Regions from separate parts of the Mus musculus genome. Here all the other regions are linked to region 5. Evidence: chromatin contacts called from public HiChIP or PLAC-seq and promoter capture Hi-C data. All regions are on one chromosome and are shown on one strand. Each heading gives the region's core, a stretch centred on a gene start, on an enhancer-like site or on the middle of the called end of the contact. The rest is flanking DNA. Distances are from core to core; before and after follow the strand shown. Region 1 overlaps Prep (prolyl endopeptidase). Region 2 holds the start of Hace1 (HECT domain and ankyrin repeat containing, E3 ubiquitin protein ligase 1). Region 3 overlaps Prep (prolyl endopeptidase). Region 4 has its middle 94 kb from the start of Gm26016. Region 5 holds the start of Bves (blood vessel epicardial substance).

Region 1 (2,700 bases), core at 186-2,685, 190 kb after region 5:
GACAGGACAGGCGAGGCTCCTTAAGACCGAGGGGCACGGGGATAGTCTCTAATAACCACGTAGCTGTTCCTGTGTAACAGCTGTAGACTCCACAGCTACTTCTCCAAAACCTATCCTGATGTGGGCATCAAATAATGATAGTAAAATGGGCTTGTAAAGTTTCTGCAGTTCCTAATTAAAAATTAAAGTAGTTATCTAAAGTCCTGCCCCTCTATGAAATGCCACCAAGCAAGAAACATGTGATTTAGCAGAGCCCCACTATGTGCAGATCACACCCAGGTCAGGTGTCTCATGCTTACCTGTAGTTGGGTGTAATGGAGATGTTGAAGCCCCCGTAGCCATATAAGAAAGCAGGGTGTGAGCCATCCAGCTTTATGCCTTTTTTATGCACAATAAACATGGGAATCTTGGTGCCATCCTTGCTAGGGTAGAAAATCTACAACAAAGGAAAACAGAATCCTAAGTTACATACAGCGCCACGTGGAAAAGGTGCACAGTTTTAGAAGCGAAAACAAAAAGTTGCCAAACTCTCTATCCAACACACACAGCAGCAGGGTGACAATCTAGCACTGCCGCAGGGCTTGCAAGGTGTCGAGGCACGTTTTCATTTCAGAGATGGTTGAGAGCAGAGAACACGGATGTAGGGACTGGGAGAGGAGCCCGAATTCATAACCCATCACTAGCTAGGTGCTCTCAGACAGGTTGTTCATCTTCTTTACCCTCGGTTTTTAATCACCCAATGTACCCATCATGAAGCCACGGAGGAGAACGGGCATGCAGAGCTCTGCTGCTCACTGCCTCATGCTGGGAAGCCAGGCTCTGCCAATCAATTTAATCTAAGGGGACATCTTGTCTTAAAGACAAATTTCCCGTCCAACTTCCTCTCTAAAGGTTAAGACACTCAATATGTCTTCATTCTTCGGCGTTCGACTATCAAAATTTTTTTTTTAGTGAGAACAAAAAGCATTAGCTCAGAGAGCTGCCGAGGGACATCATGGAATCCTATTATTCTTGGCTAAACAAAGCCACTTTCTCAGTGTTGGTAATTAAGGCTCAGAAACCTTTTCTAAACCGGGGACATCTGGGGCAGATTCAGTCAACATTTCCATACCCATTGCTTTTGGGATAGAGGATTGGAAGAAAAGGAGGAGGAAGCGAACACTGGACTGCTGCAGTGAAAAGTCAGAGTAAGAGATAAGCTACAAACAGCAGATAAGCAGACCGCTGTAAATAGCTTCTTTGAGAAAATATGGTATTTTTACTGCATGTGGCACCGGGAAAAGGCCTGGCTCAGCTGGGCTTGAAGCATCCTGCTGACCTTGGTCACAAAGGAGGGCACTGAGCTCCTCTGCTTTTAGATTAGAGTTACACGGCACCAGAGGCTTTTTAAAAGGGCAGGGCTCTGCATCAGAAAGCTGCCCCAAAGCCCTCAGAAGCAAGGGGAGGGAAGCAGGGAATTGGGGAGGGGAGAGCAGGCAGAATGGATGGACTTCAGGGACGGGGGGTGTGGGAGTGGCTGACTTGGCTGGATTCTTTTCTCCAACTTCACACAGGTTATGGTCGTCTGGGAAGAGGAACCTCAACTTAAAAACGCCACCATCAGACTGTAGGCAAGTCTGTAGTGCATTCTCTAGATTAATCCCTCTGTGGGAGGGGCTGCTGCTGGGTTAGGTGGTCCAGGATGGTATAAGAAAGGCCTCAGCAAGCCACAAGGGGCAAGCAATTTCAATCCTAAAAACACGCACATTGCTCCTTTTCTACTGATAACAGCCCTGTGAGCATTTTGGAAATTGTCATTAAAAGTAGTCAGGGCTGGAGAGATGGCTCGGTGCTCTTCCAGCGAACCTTAGTTCAATTCCCAGCACCCACAGGGTAGCTCACAATGATCTGTAATTCCATTTCCAGAAGATCTGATAACCAGTTCTGGCCTCTGAGGGCACCAGATATACACATGGTAGAGATGTACATGTAAGTAAAACACCCACAGTACAAACAAGAATACAAACAAAGAAACCAAACCAAAGCAATACAAGAGTATAGGCATTCCCATCCATCATACACTGGCTTCTTTCTGAGGCCACTTTGCTAGGTCAGGAGAAGCCAACAGACTCCTCCTTTCACAAACCTCACTATGCTCTGCATTGAGTCTGTACCTGTGGTTTCCTGTTTCACGGGCATGGAGCCCCTAGCTAGACCTGCAGACTCTGTACATTTCTGGGATGCTCACCTTAGTGACCTCTATCACTTCTAAAGCTCTTAGGACATTTAATCCTCTGTGCTGTCTTTATTGCCAGCTTTCCTTGCCTTTATTTTTCTTGCCCAGTTTGGGACTCCTGGTCAACCTTGTGACTGCCACTGAAGCCCTTTAACTCTAATCTCAACCCATTGTCTTCTCTTTGCCCAAGGAGCCAGATCCAGGAAATGCTAGTCACCACAGCACAAATGAGCTATCTAGGCTCTGCCTTCGCCGACCCTCCCATTTCCATGTGAATTCCTCATGTCTCCTTTCACGTGTCCTTCCTAAATGTCTCCTTACTCCCACCCCTACCCAAGTGGGTTCTAGAGCAGCTGCTTCTGATTTTTCTACTCTCTTCCAGTCGCACCGCCCTGCACGGGCATTCCCCCTTTCCTTCCGTATCCCATCCACCTTTTCAGAGGCCATCTATCCGAAGTTCTCGAAAGTTCTTCTCCAAGTCCACT
Region 2 (2,700 bases), core at 99-2,598, 240 kb before region 5:
AACTAGATTGTTCTAAATTGTTTCAGTCTAGGAAAGTAACAAATTAATATATATATATATATATATATATATATATACTCAGAAACAGTTGCCACAAATTTTCTCTACTCAGAATCATAAAGAATAAAACTTTTCAAAAAAAAAAAAAAAAGTATCCCCAAACTCACAAACTCCACATTTCTTTTCATCACTCTCCTTAGCTAACTAAAACGAAGTTGGTGGGGGGGCGGGGGGGGAGGTGGAATAAAGCAAACTGAGCAGAGCAAGGTAGGCGAATGCCTAGAATCCAAATTCTTGGAAGGCTGAGGCAGGAGGCTCTAAAGTTTGCAGCCAGCCTGGGTTACAAACCTGACTGCCTTGTCTCACCGCCACTAAAATTAGTCTGACTTCACAAGGCATCAAACAACGCCCCCAGCCCCGCCCCACCTCCTCTATTTGGAGTTTGCCAAAGCAAAAGTTCGAAACAGAGCTTTTATTCCGGTGTGAATTCACACACACACACACACACACACACACACACACAGAGTTCTCACCCAGCCCACAATTCACACACACACACACACACACACACACACACAGAGTTCTCACCCAGCCCACTCAACCCAAGTCTGCAGGACTAAACGATGGAGGCAGGCAAGCTACAGCAGGAATGCCTGCTACACCAACAGAGCTGCACAAACACACCTGTCTGGTGGCTGCCAACCTTTGTCTAGTGCCAAAACCGAGGCGCCCCGCATTTCAAATAAATCCTAGCCCGCCTACCTCACTCTGTAGCTTAAGCAAACCCAGCACGTCCCCAGCCCGAGCCCGTGCGAGGCGCCACCGCACCCTTTCCCAGTGCGGGGCCCGGACCCCGCGGAACGCATTTCCGCTCGGACCGAACCCCACCGGACAGCCCGTCCCCGTCCCCGGTCCCCGTCCCCGCCCCAGCCCCAGCCCCCGCCGGCCGCGCCCCCGCGCCTCCCGCCGACTCCCCCCGCCCGCCAGCCTCGGAAAAGTGCAGCGCGCGTTCTCCGGGCGCCTCACCCTCGGGCAGCTCCACGGTGCGCGCGCGGCGCAGCGAGCGCGTCAGACGGTTGAGCTGCTCCATCGCTCTCTCCATCCTCGGCGCGGCCTCCGCGAAGCCCCCGCCGCGCCCGCGGCCTCCGCGACCCGCGCCCTACATCCCCGCACAGGCCGGGAGAAGGAGCGAGCTCGCTGCGGCCGGCGCCCAGGAACGCTAGGATGCTAAGCCGAGTCAGTCCGCCGCACCGACGGCTGCCAACCAGACCGCGCTGGGGTGGGCACCAGCCGCCGCCTCCGCTCGCTCGCGCCTTTCCTGCCGCGGCCCCGCTTCCCTCCTGGGCTCGCGAAGCCTTCTGGGAACTGTAGTTTCGAGCTGGCTGGGCCGCACTCCCCGACGGAGCCACGCCTCTATGGCATCTATGTGGTGATCTGTAGGTTAGACTGAGCAATTTGTGGAAATACTTTGTGGGCTTTCACGCGCCCTCACGTTCTTCCCTCCAAAGTTGTATAAGAGCATCCTCCCTCGGTTCTAACACACCCCAGTAAAGCAGATTAGAGAATTTCAGTTATTCCTAAATTCATCACCACCAAGCTAAAACAGATGTACTTTTCTATAAACAAATGCCTTAACTATCCTGCTTACAAATTAAATTTTGAACAGTAATAAAACTCAAGTTCGAAAGCAAAATTGTAGGTTTTTTTTTCCTTTATTGTGACTTAACAATGCCTTGTTTCTCTTGCTGAGTACATTTCTAAGAACAAGGACACAGCTCTATCGTATGCCCCGTCATATATATCCCTGTACTTAGCACAGAAAATGATGCCAACTCCAAACTTTGAGGAAAATCTAAGTGACAAACAGGAAAAACAAATGTTAATTTGGTAAAATGCAATCTCAGTTCCCATGACAGGCCCCAGTGGGCGAATCAAAGACTTCAAAGCTGGGCATGATAATACATACAGGTTATTCCCAGCACTCAAGAAGCAGAGGCAGATGGGTCCTGAGTTTGAGGTTAGCCAGCACACACAATGGAGCCCCGTTTTAAGATGATGGAGGTATGAGCTTTGAGCCTACTACATGTAGCCCAGGCTAGCTTTGCATTTGATGTGTAGCTAAAATGACTACATTCTTTGTCTCTACCTCCCCAGGGCTAGGATCTGTACTGCAGCCCTGAAGGGAAAGACTTCCCCTTCACAAGTGTTACAGCTCTGCTCCGGGCTGCAGGAGGGGGGAGTTTTCCCAATACAAGTGTAACAGCTCTCTGCTCCAGGAGAGGATGCTCCAGTGAAAGGGTTACATCTTTACTAGAGAGGGATCCTGGCAATCCAGAGCCAAAGAATACCACAAAGTCACATCACACACAAGACCTCACACAAGAGGTTTAGTAGAAAGGCAAAACCCAAGAGAGTGGCTGCCACTGCTCCGATGAAAAGCAGCAGGGAACTGAGCAGAAGGCAGGGCTTATATAGGCTTATATATTTATCTTATATAGGATTGTTGGGGCTTGGAGGTGGAGCTTTCCAAGCCAAGCTTGGGTGAGCGCAGGGGTTGGTGGGTTTTGCTCTTCAGAGATTAGTGGGTTTTCTTGTTCAGGGACTGGTGGGTTTTCTTAACCCTTTTGTCCCACACTCACTACCACACCTGGTAGACACAAAACCTCAATTATGACAAAAATGGTTTAATAAAATTTAAGT
Region 3 (2,700 bases), core at 140-2,639, 210 kb after region 5:
CCACCCCCCAATGTAGGCATTTCCCTAGCAACGTGAGAACCAACACTCAGTACATGTAATATAAATGCATGAGAGTTAGTGAGGGATTTTGTTGTTTGCTTGTTTTGTTTTTCAGATCACTACAGGGTACCCACCACAACCACGGACAAATCTGACTCCTGGGGCCAGGGGTGGGGTGTCTCAGCTCTTTTCTGAAGGGAAGCAGTGTGGTCTGGGGGTAGAGGGAAAAGAGGCTGCTGCTGCTGGAATGTACTGTATGAGAGAAGAATAAATAAGAAATAAGATGGAATAAAGAGCAGGCCTGTGCCACACGATCACTGGATTCGCCTTGATGTCGACACAAATAAGGAAGGGTTTAGGAGCCAGACTTAAGAGCTCAGTGAACCCAGGCAAGCCACCAGGGAACTGGAATTAAATTCCTTAACGAAAAACAAAGGAGAGGAGACATTCTACATTCCTGTTTATACACCAAAGCTGAGACACAATTTTAACACAGAATGAAGTATACAACTGAGGCTGGTGGCCATTAAAAAGAGCTTCACGTACGTACTTCCCTCCATTCTCTATAAGGGCCCACAAATGGTTCCACGAGGGAGGAGGGGGGTCAGCTTGATGGTTGCAATGACAAAGGCATTTTATCAATATTCTCTATGCACAGTCATCTGGGATAGCCCAGGTTAGCCCACTGCACACTCTTACTACTTACTATAGTATGAACCACTGTGACCTACTTATACATCATGTCCCGCCTGATTTAGGTCACACAGGGACAGGGAAACTGCTGAAGAAAGCATTCTGGATCACAAACAGCAGAAGGCTGTCTAGGAAATGAATTGAAGATTTAAAGTAGAAGTTGATTACCGAAGTCCCTTAAGGTCAAAAGGCGTGTCTGGCCTTAAGTTGTTCCTTAACTTAATACTCTCACAGGCAAGGAGACCAGGGGTGTGGGTGGAGAGGGGGGAAGGAGTTAGAGAAGAGAGCGCTCTGGGAAAAGCTAGGGAAGAAGGGCCAGGGGGGTCTGTAACACTGCTCACATGAAGAGAAGAAGGCAATGGGGTTCTGGAGCTCTGGCAGGGCAGGACTTAAGGCTATAAAAAGAGGACTGGAGGGGGGGGGGGGAACGACAACACACAAAGCACCCAGGCCAAGGCACTTAAAGGTTTCTCTTCCAAACCACATGTGAAAGGCTGTCTCCTCCCCACCTCCCAGAGCCAGGCCTGGAAGATACTGTCTTGTTCAAGTCTGGCTGAAGCTAACCTCTAAGCTTCTACAAGTACAGAATTAATCAGTTCAAATACCAACTGGTTTGTGTCACAGGGAATCATTGTGTCCTGTGCTAGACTGGCCTGGCTGTCAGCTTCTCCCGAAGTGCGACCTGAAGTGCACAAGTCACAAACGGGCTGAGGGCAGTCCCTGCTTTCTTGAGAGGCAACTATGCGTTCTCTGATGGCTGCTTTGCACTTGGCGTTAGAAGGCCTAAGTCTGGAAACCCCACTTTCTGGTTTTAGGGATCAGATAGCATTAAGAGAGAAGGGAAGGATGGGGAAAATGAACGAGAGGAGACAGGGAGACAGACAAAGCATCACAGTAACAAATGAAAGCTTCCTCAGAAGCAGCTGGCGGCCCAAGACGAGGAACACTTTTCTTTCCAATCCTCAGAGCCACAGACACAGGCAGTATCTCACCATTTGGCACAGAACCATCACTTCCCACTAGGACAGTGAGCCCTTTGCCCCAGATAATGATGAGCCTGTTCCTGAAATAAAGGGTCACATGGGGTCGCTGGAGAGGTTGCTGGCCTTCGGAGACCCTGGCTTTTATTAAGAGCTGATGAGTCACCCCCACCCTGTGTTCCTGTGCCCTTCATTCATTTGAAAATATAACTTGTTTAGAGTAAATGCCTAGACCGTGAGACCTTGAGAACGACACTAGGGATGGGTGCCTCCCTCTTCTCACAGCTACCGCTGAGCTCTGGGCTCTGGGGAGAGGCAGGGTACCTGATGTCCTCTTGGTGCTGGCTCTGGGCAGCTTCCTCTCTGGCTTTTTCTAGCTCCTCTCAGTCCCCTGAAAGGCACTTGGGGAAGTGCCCTTATGCACCCCAGACCTACCCACAATATCACTCTTCAGGTCCTAGCAGCCCTGTCAGCAGCCTGTCACAGCGTAAGGTAAGATGTCACATGGACCCAGAGGGTCAAACAGAACTGCATCCAGATGAGACATCACTGCCCATCTGGTCACATCCCCAGAGGAGGATGGTCACCTACGAACTGACTCCTGGGCTAAAACACGGCATACATGTGGCTATGATGCTACACAGTGGAGGTGAACCTCTATACAAACAAGAGGAATATGACCAGCCTTGCAGAAAGTATACAATGATATTATTATATTTTAGGAAAAGTTAACTCATGTCAGGAAATGTAAAATATCATCTTAGAAATATTTCTCTTCCCCAATAGATCCAGGATAACACACATTTTTAAATTTAATTTTATTTATTTTTTATGAGGGTGAGATTCATCTAGGAGGCATTCTGTAGGCTGGATGTGGCTGCTCATGGGGTTTGCGGATGCTATCTGCACTGTAAATTTTTGTGCAGATCAAGGGCGGGACTAAGACTTACTATGGTGGTTTGCATAACAATGATGACGCCCATAGGCCATAGAAAGTGGTGCCATCAAGAGATTCAGGCTTGTTGGA
Region 4 (2,700 bases), core at 166-2,665, 160 kb after region 5:
CAATGTAAGGCAAACCAATACATGTCATTAGCAAAGAATCCTTTCATGTGCTTGCTTTAGCAAACATCCCTTCACCTGGGTCTGCTTCAGGAAAACACTCCTTCATGTGTTTGTTCCAGCAAAACACCACCCGACACAACTGACTTTCCAAAGAAAACATGTTTTCACTTCAAGCACCACACAGAGACCGCCACTCACATATGCAATTGGCAAGAGTGTTTTTATTTCGTGTGCTGCAGATGGCCCTCAGTTAGGTCCCCGATTCGCAGGAATACTCAGGGTTTCCGTTACAGGTGAGCAAGGAGTTGGCGTGGATGGGTGACAAACAGACACGGACACAAGGGAGTGTGTATCTGAATGTCATTTCTCAAATTAAGCATCAGAGTTTTAATACAGAAGAAAATAGGGAAGTTATGTGACACATCAGCCAAGGTGGAATGAGGTTACCGGATGCTTAATGACTCTTATACAAAACAGAGGAAAGCAAACATAAAGACTGACAGGAACTGGGCAATAAAACAACTGGGACAAAGTCAGCTCTATCTAAGGTCAGCTATAGTCTTAGAAGCTAGGTGTGAGGTATTTACACTCCCAGGGCAAGGGCTTTCACGCCCAAGTCATGGTTCTAATTAGGGAGTTCTGCTCTAGCTAACTTCTCATGAATAATGCAATACTCTAGTTCCTCCTAAAACCACAGCCTGATCTTCTTCCTAAACCATTGTAAATTCCTGTATATGTGAGTGATTGTGTGTGTGTGGTGGTGGTGGTGGGGACTTTCTACTAATAAGTAATGTAGTCTGCCATACATAACTATAATAAGAATTCTAAACTTATGTTGCTAAGCTTGCCCTGAGATTTCTAACTCTATGTAGTAGATAGTAATGCCTGATTTCTCTCACTATCTCTCTTACACTACTAGAGGCAATTCTGAATGTTACTGAACAGGCAACATTCTTACTGAATTCCAAGCTCAAGGACTACCTAGGGCATTGGTGAAGGCCAGGAAGCAAAGTTCGATTTTGCTTAGGTATTTGGCAAGTCATTGCTTGGAGGCACCTATAACAAAACAATACTGAAAGGAAGCACACAGATCCATTCGCAAGCACAAATTTGGAGCATTTGTTATGAATGCCACTTGATTGACTTGTGTCCAGGTGGTCAGTGGACTGCATCCCTGTGTCATGAATGTTTAAGTACGGGATGAGATACCCAAATCATATAAGGCTGCCTAGCAAATATGGCCCATCCTGGAATAAGATATTTCCCCATCCTTGTGGTTCTCTCTAGGCTGTTCTTTGGATGGGGGATTTTATGGCCTTGTTCCTGGAGTTTATGGTCTGTTTCTGGGGCTGGTGACTTATGACCTAATTCCCGGGACTGATGACTTAGGGAGGTTTTATGGTCAGTTCCTGTAATGGGTGACTTTCTTTTTTAAGTCAGGCCTGGTCCTAAAATGGAGTTTATATTGTCCTCTCAGTAGAAGTAGAAGAGGGAGGGGTCACCGTGATCAAAATATATTGTGTAAATTATCAATTCATAAAAGCATGATGAATAAAAATTAATATACTTCTTGGTCCAGTTGTCTTAGGACATAAACATGACTTAAAGGCAGTTGTGTAGTGATACATGCCAGAGTAAGAAAAAAAAATGGCCAGGACTGTGACTGAATACTGAAGCAGCTGTGACTGAATACAGTGGACAGCTGAAGTAGTGACTGAAAGCTGCTGCCCCGTTGGTGGACAGCTGTGTCTGCTGAGGCTCAGCCATCACTAGACAAGTCACAGACCCGACTTGACTCCAGAACCAAGAGGAAGGAGAGAGAACGGCTTCAGCCGAAAGCTTTATCCAGGGAATCTGTCCACGTGCTTTACCCATGTAACGTCATAGCACTGTGAGGTAAATAAGCTCTCTGTTCAACGCTAAAAAAGCAGAGGCTCCTGACGTTTATGTAGCCCAACCAAGTTCATCCAGGAGTTAGAGTCAGGGCTCACGTTGTCTCTCAGTTTTCGATGTTCACTATTGAAGTTTGGTCTGTTGCTGTGTACTGTGATGCTAAGTTATACATCCCAATGTCCAGTTGCCTCAAGACTGAATGAATTCTCATATATGCCAGCTTTTGTTGTGCAAACCTTCCTCCTCAATTAAAAGCTATTGGTTGAATAAAGATGCCTACAGCCTGTAGCTGGGCAAAGTAGAGGTAGGTGGGGCTTTGGTGCCAGGACTTGGGATCTGAACTACAGACCACAAGGAGGACAGGAGAGGAAGAAAGAAGGTGCCATGGGGAAGGTAGATCATGAGCTCTGGCCATCAAAGCCAGCCAGTTGGAGCAGGAGAACATGGCAAATGATAGCTCAGGATTATTGACAGGGAAATAAAATAGCACAGAGAATAGATACATGCCCAGCTCTAGTGCTTTAAGACTTATAAATATGAAGGTTTTGTATCTTTTATTTGGGAACTAAACGATCTAAGGTGAGGTAGAAACCCCCAGTTAATATTTCCTGCAACTGTTCACTCAGAAAAATTTGAGTTTTTCTGCTCCTTTGAGGTTTAAACTTTTTTCTGTTGTCTACTTTTCCATGACATATTTTATTTTAAAGGGACCTTGTCATTCTTCCAAGTTCCACACTCCAAACACAATGCAGTGTGACTTGGCTCTGTGGCATAATAACCCCATCAGTCACATTTTAATAAAATGGC
Region 5 (2,700 bases), core at 166-2,665:
CAAAAAAACTCAGTCGGGTTGTGATGTTCAAAAGCAGATTTTTGTACTAAATTAATCGACACAAACACCCCCTCATATTTCGCCTATGCTACCTCCTAATCTGCTATAGTTCACTTTTAGGTTTTAGAAGTGGCATTAAAAGCTTACATTTCTGGTCAAAGGAAATTGGCAAGGAAAACTATTATTTTCCTCAAAACCAGAAAATATTAATAGCTATTAAAATGCATTACATGTGTTTATTTCTACAGTGGTGTACGGGTGCATAAGTCAGAGGACAGCTTGCTGGAGACTCTCCCCTTCCACTTCGCGGGTCCTGGGGATACAACCCAGGTTGCCAGGCGTGCTGGCATGTACCTTCACGGCCTGAGCTCTTTCACCGGCCCTAAATGGCCAGGTTTAAATGCAGGCATATTGTAGAACATACTTTGCTACGCTACACTTATTAAAGATACGCAAATGTTATATGCAGCTGTAGATATATAGTTACATATATTGCTGTGAAATGCTTCTTACCTGTCATAAATCAGTTCAATTTTTTTTCGCTATCCAATGACTTAGTCTAACGGCCTGCTTAATCACTTCTTAATAGGTTTAAGTGGCCTACACTGAACTGCCCTTATACGAATAATGAATGATGATCTAATGAAGAAGGTTAGATTACTGGATGAATTTGTAAACTGTCAAAATCAGAACGTCATCTTTCTCATCAGATCCTCCACGTCTAATTCCCCAAATTACTCACTGTAGTAAAAGCGTGCCCATCTACTGGTTTTCAAATAGGCATCTGCAGGTCTACATACCTGACCGAGGAAGCAAGCTAGCACATTAAACCTTGACCAAATTAGAAAAAAAAAAAAAAAAAAAAAAAAAAAAAAAAAAAAAAAAGAAGAAGATGAATAGCGATGAGCAAAAACCTTTTGAGGAGACGCGCAATTCACTGATATTTTCCCGGACTCTCCGCGCACCTCCGGGCGGCTCGGGGCGACGGTTTTGTGGGATCCGTCTGGCAGCCACCCGTTTCTCTAGGACGCGGGCGGGTGGCGAGGACCCGTGGCTCCCACTGCTCCCCCACCCGGGACCCGCTCGCCCTGCTCTCACAGCAGTGTCAGCGTCCACAGCTCCGCGGCCCCCCGCTGTCCCGCCGAGGGACCGGGGCGCGGGCAGGCGAAGGGCGGCTGCAAGGACGACGCGGGACGCGGGCGCATCGCAAGTTGCTCGGCCGCTCCGTGCCCAACTTTCCCGCGCGATCGCGCGCTCTGGCTCCTTACCTTGCGCGTCCCGGGGCCCGGGGGCGGCGGCGCGCGCAAAGTTTGCGACGGCGGCGGCGGCGGCGAGCGGCGGTGGCTGGACGGGCTCGCGGCGGGTCCCCAGGCAGCGCGGCCCCGGCCCGCTCCCCGTTCGCGGAGGCTTTGACTAAAATAGGCATCCCGGCGGCCGGCTGGGGCGCACGGCGCACGCGCCGCCCGAGGTCGCCCCCGCGGGCGGAGCCCCGCTCCCCGCAGACCCGCTGCCTGGCCCACCGCGTGCGCGCGCCCGCTCCCGCGCTTCCTTGTTTGGGCATGAGTGGGGACACGCGCGGACGCGGGTCGCCCCCCGCTGGAAAGGGCAGGGGAGTGAGGACAGACCCCTCGGAGAGTTGCCCGAGGCTCGGAGGGCGCTGTTGCTCCGAGACACCTGATAGCCCAGCCAGATCCCACCTACAAGCTAGCAGGCTGGATTTCAAAGGAGCGAGGTTAAATGCTTACATTTAGGACCAGAAATTGAGAAAAAATAGGATATGGACATATTCTTCAATCAGTATTTATACTGGACATGGTATACCGGACCAGATAAGAAATGCAAGAAAGTTCACAGTAATGAAAAATCGGTGGGATGAAGTTTATAGGACAAATAGAAAGGTTAAATGGACATCCGATAACCACCAAGTGTCCTCTGTGTGACAGAGAACGCAGTCCTGTGGGATCAAAGATCAAAACAGAACCCCCGCTATGTCAGGATGCGTATAGAGTACCCCCGAGGTGCACATTGGTCCAATCTGCCTAGTAGAGAGCACGCCTGCTATTCCAGAGCCAAGTAGTATAGACCAAGTTGCAATCTGTCTGCTCCAGTTGGCTCTGGGGCATTCCCCACAGGCCCCTGTGTTGATGGCTTGGCTTGGTCCCAGCATTATTGAACCTTTAAAATCTTTAAAGAGGAGTTGGCTCAGTAGTAAAGTGCTTACCAGCGAGAAGCCTGAGTTTTCAGTTCCACAACGCAGGATGCAACAGCCTAAAACCTGTTATCCCAGTGTATCCATGGGGACAGGGGAGAGTCCCTGGGAACTTCAGTGGCAGGGCAGGAAAAGTAAGTCTCAAAGAAGGTGGATGGCAGGAGATCACAGTGGCGGTTTTCCTCTTTCCTCCACCTCAAGAGAGCCTGCTCTCAAATCTCTCCCTCCCCCCATCTCACCTTCATGCCCATGCTCTCCCCACGCGCTCTCCTCTTTCCCCCTCTTCCTCTCTTCATGAGTGTATGTCCCAGGGCATGCAGAGGGACCATCAGTCTTGTCTTGTGAGTCTCGCATTAACCTGAAAGTTCCCGGTTAAGCTAGTCTAGCGGACCAGGGAGCCTCAAGGAACCTGCCTGTCACACCCTCACCAGTTTGGGATTACAAACTGAACCTCCACATCCGACTTTTTAACATGGATTTGGGGGATCAAA

The links. Promoter capture Hi-C pulls out the DNA fragments that hold promoters and counts their contacts. HiChIP or PLAC-seq counts read pairs in DNA pulled down with a chosen protein or histone mark.
Region 1: an H3K4me3 HiChIP or PLAC-seq map of stem cell-derived neural progenitor cells shows a contact between it and region 5, with 29 read pairs. The contact joins the enhancer-like site here to the promoter of Bves in region 5. A contact is called at or near these places in 13 of 39 promoter capture datasets (the 3T3-L1 cell line, 3T3-L1-derived adipocytes, the C10 cell line and 7 more), 1 of 15 datasets of contacts at CTCF or cohesin (stem cell-derived epiblast-like cells), 8 of 484 Hi-C or Micro-C datasets (embryonic heart, embryonic stem cells, nephron progenitors and 1 more), 8 of 115 datasets of contacts at active chromatin or transcription factors (cardiomyocytes, embryonic hindbrain, embryonic limb bud and 5 more) and 2 of 9 other capture datasets (adipose tissue and embryonic stem cells).
Region 2: a contact with region 5 is called in a promoter capture Hi-C map of neural stem cells. The contact joins the promoter of Hace1 here to the promoter of Bves in region 5. A contact is called at or near these places in 3 of 39 promoter capture datasets (cranial neural crest, hippocampal neurons and neural stem cells) and 1 of 115 datasets of contacts at active chromatin or transcription factors (embryonic stem cells).
Region 3: a contact with region 5 is called in a promoter capture Hi-C map of trophoblast stem cells, with 3 times the contacts expected there. The contact joins the enhancer-like site here to the promoter of Bves in region 5. A contact is called at or near these places in 11 of 39 promoter capture datasets (the 3T3-L1 cell line, the C10 cell line, cranial neural crest and 5 more), 12 of 484 Hi-C or Micro-C datasets (cardiomyocytes, embryonic heart, embryonic stem cells and 2 more), 10 of 115 datasets of contacts at active chromatin or transcription factors (SST interneurons, embryonic basal ganglia, embryonic hindbrain and 6 more) and 2 of 9 other capture datasets (adipose tissue and embryonic stem cells).
Region 4: a contact with region 5 is called in a promoter capture Hi-C map of trophoblast stem cells, with 3 times the contacts expected there. The contact joins the enhancer-like site here to the promoter of Bves in region 5. A contact is called at or near these places in 11 of 39 promoter capture datasets (the 3T3-L1 cell line, 3T3-L1-derived adipocytes, the C10 cell line and 6 more), 4 of 484 Hi-C or Micro-C datasets (cortical neurons, liver, morula and 1 more), 5 of 115 datasets of contacts at active chromatin or transcription factors (cardiomyocytes, embryonic stem cells and neural tube) and 2 of 9 other capture datasets (embryonic stem cells and pancreatic islet).

The regions. Positions count from the first base shown.
Region 1 is chr10:45,145,721-45,148,420 of GRCm38.p6, reverse strand. It overlaps Prep (prolyl endopeptidase), which reads right to left. Exons shown (of 15, transcript NM_011156.3): 11 at 300-436. Among named protein-coding and RNA genes, the nearest start is that of Prep, 80 kb to the right of the region's middle. Within about 2 kb of position 1,435, at least 15 of the 459 cell types and tissues checked have an H3K27ac peak or open chromatin away from gene starts, as enhancers often do. A contact at or near this core is called in stem cell-derived neural progenitor cells, where this site is marked.
Region 2 is chr10:45,576,477-45,579,176 of GRCm38.p6, reverse strand. It overlaps Hace1 (HECT domain and ankyrin repeat containing, E3 ubiquitin protein ligase 1), which reads right to left and starts at 1,348. Exons shown (of 24, transcript NM_172473.3): 1 at 1,027-1,348. The coding sequence starts at 1,102.
Region 3 is chr10:45,121,825-45,124,524 of GRCm38.p6, reverse strand. All of the region lies in intron 9 of Prep (prolyl endopeptidase), which reads right to left. Among named protein-coding and RNA genes, the nearest start is that of Prep, 56 kb to the right of the region's middle. Within about 2 kb of position 1,389, at least 34 of the 459 cell types and tissues checked have an H3K27ac peak or open chromatin away from gene starts, as enhancers often do. A contact at or near this core is called in cardiomyocytes, embryonic heart, muscle stem cells and 1 more, where this site is marked.
Region 4 is chr10:45,173,181-45,175,880 of GRCm38.p6, reverse strand. No RefSeq gene overlaps it. Among named protein-coding and RNA genes, the nearest start is that of Gm26016, 94 kb to the left of the region's middle. Within about 2 kb of position 1,415, at least 4 of the 459 cell types and tissues checked have an H3K27ac peak or open chromatin away from gene starts, as enhancers often do. A contact at or near this core is called in trophoblast stem cells, where this site is marked.
Region 5 is chr10:45,334,450-45,337,149 of GRCm38.p6, reverse strand. It overlaps Bves (blood vessel epicardial substance), which reads right to left and starts at 1,415. Exons shown (of 8, transcript NM_024285.3): 1 at 1,269-1,415.